Regions from separate parts of the Gossypium hirsutum genome. Here region 1 is linked to region 2. A link is a contact called in public Hi-C data. All regions are on one chromosome and are shown on one strand. Each heading gives the region's core, a stretch centred on a gene start, on an enhancer-like site or on the middle of the called end of the contact. The rest is flanking DNA. Distances are from core to core; before and after follow the strand shown.

Evidence for each region. Hi-C and Micro-C count contacts between places; a contact is called where the count stands out from the background.
Region 1: a contact with region 2 is called in a Hi-C map of leaf, with 1.9 times the contacts expected there. The contact joins the promoter of LOC107915783 here to the promoter of LOC107915681 in region 2. A contact is called at or near these places in 2 of 34 Hi-C or Micro-C datasets (both in leaf).

The regions. Positions count from the first base shown.
Region 1 is chrD08:7,235,932-7,238,971 of Gossypium_hirsutum_v2.1, reverse strand. It overlaps LOC107915783 (carotenoid 9,10(9',10')-cleavage dioxygenase 1), which reads left to right and starts at 1,517. Exons shown (of 14, transcript XM_041099721.1): 1 at 1,517-1,817; 2 at 1,959-2,029; 3 at 2,139-2,153; 4 at 2,383-2,494; 5 at 2,738-2,837. The coding sequence starts at 1,575.
Region 2 is chrD08:7,072,168-7,075,539 of Gossypium_hirsutum_v2.1, reverse strand. It overlaps LOC107915681 (thylakoid lumenal 19 kDa protein, chloroplastic), which reads right to left and starts at 1,965. Exons shown (of 1, transcript XM_016844813.2): 1 at 999-1,965. The coding sequence starts at 1,829. The coding sequence ends at 1,125. LOC107915677 (chaperone protein dnaJ GFA2, mitochondrial) reads right to left here. Exons shown (of 18, transcript XM_016844808.2): 17 at 2,897-2,963; 18 at 2,402-2,787. The coding sequence ends at 2,694.

The sequences.
Region 1 (3,040 bases), core at 268-2,767, 160 kb before region 2:
TTACCTTTTGCTATATACCACTAGTTCCCATATTTTGAGTCACAAGTATCCTTTTCTTATTAAGTCTTAATATGGAAGCCTTCAGCCTAAATGAGTCGAGAACCCAACCCTTCATTGTCTTGAATGCTAAAACGCACTATGTAATGGACGTTGGGCCATGGACATTGAGGGTTAGGTAGAAACGTTATGTTGATTTCTTGTGTGAAACATATAGAACTTTGCTAAGTCGAGTCATAAAACAAAAGAGAAAAATACAAAAAGAAAAATGACGAGTGAATAAAAGCATTGTGAGGGTTAAAAGCATTGTGAGTGAAAGAGTGCAAAATGTAAAAAAGAGCTTAAACGAAATCAAAGTCGAGCTCGGAAAGAAAATCTTTCATGTCATAATGTATTAGTACTTGTTAGTTTTGTATGTTCTAATATTGCACAATATATTCTAAAATTTTGGAGAAATAAGATAGGTGAGAGAAGAAGGCGAGCTTGTAAATTAATTAGGGACAAATAGGAAAAAATGTCATGTAATTAACCATTTTTAGTGCTTGAAACCAATTTGAGATATCTTTTGTTTGAACTCCGAACCATCCTTAAACCTTAAAACGTTACAAGCCTAGAAGACCTTTGGAACCAGAATAATTCACTAACATAATATTTTTTGAATTGCTTGCATTTGTCCGGATGAATGGCCAATTCATTTTAGATATCTATGAGTAATCCATATAATTCATTTTGATGGATAACACTTGTGCATACATTCATTTTAATTGCCTCTATATTTATTAGTACTTTAACTTATTGAACTAATTGTGTTTGCATTAAGAATATCCCAGTTAGCTAGATATCACTCTTAAGTTACATGTGAGTTAGTTCTCATACAAGTTCAATGTTTTGCCACCATGTGAGCTAATTGTCCAATTTAGTTCAAGGGTAGTCTTTTTGCATGTTTTATATGTTTGCTTGAGGACAAGTAAAGAATTAAGTGTAGGGGAGTTTGATATGTCGTAATTTGATATGCCAAATTAGGCTTCCCCACTATATTTAAGGAGCATCCTTGTGCTATCCAGCCTTTAAAAATTTAACCCTTTGCTTTTATTTTTTTTTTTTTAAAATTAGTATTTCTTTTTATTTAATTTGAAAATTAAATATTAATTGATAACAATATTGATGAATTTTTGTATAATTTAAACTATTCAAAGATTAGATTTAAAAATTAGGTTAATATTGATAAAATATAATCAATTTGAATTAATATTTGATGCATGATGCATCACTAAGTAATTTGAATTCAATTTAGTTATTTTTTTGATTGTGTGATTATTTTATTCATCAATGGTTAATAGGATTATACACCGCCAAGTTCATCAAGTATAAATCCATTAAAATATAGTAGAAGTTAGATTAAATTTTAAAAGTATGAAGAGTACAAGAACCGATATTAGAAATTAGACCAAAATATAATTTAATCTCTAAAATGACGTGGCCCCCTATATACCAACAAGTACCATCCACTTGGATACAATAATTTATGCACACTTCCCCGGTTTCTCCACCACCATCAGTTTCAGAATAGGAGAGAAATGGCGGAGGACAAGGCGAAGCTGGTGAACGATGACGGTGTGGGAGCTGAAAAGGGAATCCTGGAGGTGAAACCCAGCCCCCAAAAAGGTCTAAAATCGACACTGATTGACTGGTTGGAGCAGCTGATAGTTAAGCTTATGTATGATTCTTCTCAGCCTCAACATTATCTATCGGGTAACTTCGGTCCTGCTCCTACCGAAACTCCTCCCACCCATAATCTTCCCGTCAAAGGCCATCTCCCTGTAAGCTGATTTAGCTGAAACTGATTGCTATTTGGATTCACTTAATGAATTAAATAGTTTTACTTTTTGTTTTCCATTGTTTATTATTGTGTGATATTAGTAATATAATATTTTCTGGGAATTTTGTATGTGTTTTTCCAGGAATGTTTGAATGGTGAATTTGTAAGGGTTGGGCCTAACCCCAAGTTTCCTCCTGTTGCTGCATATCACTGGTATGTTTATTTTCAACTCTTCTGTTTTTTTTTCTTGTGAATTAACTTTCATGGTCATCACTTCTAATTCTTTGTTCTTTTTTTTCTTCGTAATTTCTTTGCCTTCCAGGTTTGATGGAGATGGGTATGTTTGCTTCAATTTAACCATTTATATAGCACTACTTCTTTGCTTTAGTTGCCCACTGGTTCTCTGATTAACTGCTTTATGTATTGCTCCAACTATGTGGATGCTTGTCATAGTGCCAATTCAGATCTTGTTCTTTGCTTCTTACCTTTTACTTGATGTGGTTGCACTTGCATGATATGACAGAATTAACATAATGTAACCTGTTTGTTGATTGTGGAATTTATAGAATGATTCATGGTCTGCGCATCAAAGATGGAAAGGCAACATATGTGTCTCGTTTTGTCAAGACATCGCGTCTTAAACAAGAAGAGTTTTTCGGGGGGTCAAAATTTATGAAGGTATATCTTGCAAGTTGCCTTCTTGACACAAAAGGTTGAAATTATTCATTGTAATGTTAGCTAAGTTGTACCGGCTATGTTTTTATTCCACTAAGCTGCTTCTAAGTAGTGGGGCCTTTTGAAAACTAAACAGCAATGACTGACCTGCAGTTAGAAGCTTTAAGTTCAATTTTAACTGTGTAAAACCTCTGTTGCAAATGCTTGGCATGTCGCTATCCTCTTCTTGAATATGATATTTCTCAGGTTGGAGACCTTAAAGGATTATTTGGATTGCTCATGGTCAATATATATAAGCTGAGAGAAAAGGCTAAAGTGTTAGATTTATCATACGGAAATGGAACAGGTAATTTTGTTGAGTCTGTTTCTGCTAAATGCAAAGATAATGCAATGGATTACATGTGATGTTCCAGGTAATTTTGTTGAGTCTGTTTCTGCTAAATGCAAAGATAATGCAATGGATTACATGTGATGTTCCATTAATATACAGTTGCACAAATTTTTTAGAAAGGATTTTATTGCTTATGCATTTGTGCTTTATCTCTATTG
Region 2 (3,372 bases), core at 716-3,215:
CGGTGTTGGGGCTATTAAGGGTAAATTGGGTTTTAGCCAATAAGTAATCTGAAAAAGTGTTGAATAAGAATCGTTCACTGAGCGAGATTCTGCGGAGTAAGATTGGTGAATTCAAACCGCATTAACAAATCTCTTGTGTTTGTTTCTTTCATTTTCTTATTTTGTTTAGTACTTGTGTTTTATTTAAACTCGTGTTGAAAGATCTATTTAAACAATATCTGTCTGAACACTTGACTGAGAATTGGAAAAAGAGCGAACCAAAGGTTCTTCCATGTATCTTAAACAAATTAGAAAACTATTGATGGTTGAGCCTGCCATGACATTAAACTTGAATCGCTGCTCATTGCTCATGGAAAACATGTTTCATCGTCCTGCCTTTCGAAGATTATTGCTAGATTATAAGTTGCCTCTGTTATGAGGGTTGGGCCTGTTCGCTTCTACGAGTTTTTATATTTGTTTGTTTTTGTTTGGATTTGAATCAATCTAGTCTAATGGTTTCTATTGTTTTGGCCAATTGATCGTTTGTGGGGGTTCATCTATGAACCTTTGTTTATCTTCGTTCTTGAATCTGAATGCCAAATGAATGAATGACTATTCATCTTGAAAAGAATATGATATCAGTTTGGGTTTATATTAGACAATATAACATCAAACTTAAAATTAGTTACTTGGGGGATTATTACACATTTCACTTAAAGACGAAATGGGTAATTAATTAGGTAATATTACACATTTCTTTCAGGTGCTCAACAGCTTTGACAGTGAAAACTATGGTGTATGTCCATGAATGCTGAATTCTTCCAGGTGTTGTGCACTAGTATAATTGTAAGTAACATATACAAGTCATAATGTTGTTCTTTAATGGGGAGCTCGCATAAAAGAAAATTGTACTCAGTTCTGGTCTATTGTGAACAAAACTTAAGGCTAAATTATGCTTATCCAGACAAGATTATGTTGCAATACAAAAAAGGAAGGTAGAGCAACAAACAAAATATATATATAAAAAGAGTAAAATGGCTTTGCTTATATATAAAAATGGCATTGCCTCATACATATATATAAAAAGAGACGGAGAAGGAGAGGGAGGGAGAGAAAGGCTCAAAAAGACTAAAGACAAGAGTGAATTACGATGATCCAACAGTCTTGAAGGATTCATGAATGTGCCTTAAGGTGTCCTCATCGCGTTTCCACTCAGGCGCCGGTGCATTGACAAAATGAGCATAAAGCTTGTTCTTTGCGCAAGTGACTGCAATCAAACTATGCTTACCAATTCCGTCAATCTCGTACACATAATAAAGCTGTCCATTCTCGTCTTTCTTCTCCTCGGAGACCAAGCTGTCGGCCCCGGCAATCAAATCCTGCAACTCGACGTCTGATAATGCCAAGTTGTTCAAAATCACGTCTTTTGGGGCTAATTGCCTGAACCCAGCCAAGAATGTTAAGTACTCTTTCTCTTGTCTTTTCTTGGGGTTGTAGAATTCGCTGTCCGTCCCGTTGGTGCCCTTTTCAACTTTGGAAACTAAACGCTCTTTCCATCCGTCGGGGACATCGTAGACGTACTCAGCGGAGGCTTTCTTGTCGGAGTTTCCACCGTAGCCTCCGTAGTTGGCGGCACTGGCGGCGGTTCCGTAGTAGACGTTGTATGCATCAGAGGCAATGGAGGAGGGAGGGGAGGTTAGGAGTAAGGTGGTGGTGGCTAAAGCGGTGGTTAGAGCGGTGGTAAGAGGCTTGGGGAAGAAGAGGAGCGGCGGCTTCAGATAAGGGGTTTTAGGATTGGCGGTGGAGGAAGAGAGAATGGAGGGAGATGGAGAAGAGGTTAGGGTTGCCATGGGAATTGGAGAGATGAGTGGTTCTCTTTTCGTCTTTAAAGCTTATAAACTGATTTATCTGTCCCAAGATTGTCCTTATCCCAACTTTTGTTTTAATTTTCTTATTTTACATATTTTTATTTCTTTAGTTCAAATATGATTATGCAACTTGAGAAAGTAATTTGTAATATACCTACGGATCTCGTCATCCACCTATCACCAACTTAATCCAATTATTATTCTTTTAATAACTCCTAAACTTGTCTAAAATGAATTAATAATTACATAATGCTAGACATCCGATTTCCATATTCTTGTTTCTTTTAATATACAATATTTTGTTTTTACATATTATTACTTAGAATTACTTAAAATCCTTCTCGCCTGGTAGAAAAATCTTTTTACTTGTCATCCAATTACTTCTTCGTGGGTTATAGTGCACTGCATAAATCAAGCCCATTACCACAGGCTGCCAAGGGTTCAAATAATGCTGCTTTCTCAACCTATACTTCCGACGGCTTCACCCACCATCATTGTATATGGAAAGAAACTAAAAACAATACAAGCGGCTGTGTATATAAATTGACAACTACTTTCTCCCAATACCTAAGGTCAATGCTATCATTAAACTTTCAGCATACCACTCAGAAATCCGCCATAATACAGCAGTGGCATCTTGTATGTTATGCCTGAACAAATCATATACAATATCACCCATTGGTCTCAAAATGATGGTTCACTGTCATCGTTTGAGTGAAAAAAATAACACATACGATATATGAAAAGCAAATCCAAAATTTGTGCTATTTCTAGTAATAATATCCAACGTCTTTATCTTCGTGATAAAACCCAGCAAAAAAACTGACGGTCATTCTGGTCTCCTCTTCAGCCAGCTGCCCCAGCAGCACGCTTATCACTTTCACCTTGCTCCTCTCTAGCAAACTCTTCTATTAATTCCCGTTGTCTTCCCGTCAGATTCCTGTACATAAATCAAGTAAATTTGCTTTCAACTGTGAATATGCTCCTAGAAACATGGATTTCGATGGACGATGGAACAACTTCAGAAATTTTTGGCATATAAAACTTACTTTGGGATGCTAACATTGAAATGCACATATTGATCACCAAATGAGTACGAGTTCCTTGTTTTAATTCCTGTTGACAAACATACACAAATATATCGAAGATAATGCAAGTTAAATCAAAGACAGTTACGAGAGGAAGAGGGATTCAATTGCACGTGAAAAAGAAGACCAACAGATTTCAAATTTTAGATATATGAAAGAAGGTCCAGGGCCTAGAATTTAGAGTTTCGAGTTTTTAGTGTTCTCATTTTTACTGATCAATGAAATTAAATAACAGAATTCAACTCAAGCAAATTAAAATAGAATAAAATAAAGTTACCTATAAAGAAAAGAGAAAATGAAAATTGTAATCCCAGACTTTCAAAGGACAAAACTAGAAAATTTTATGCATTCAAATAGGTAAAAGCAGTTCCTGAAACATGAAAAAATGAATACACATACACTCAGGCATTTGAACCAAATGGCAGGTGCATTAATCC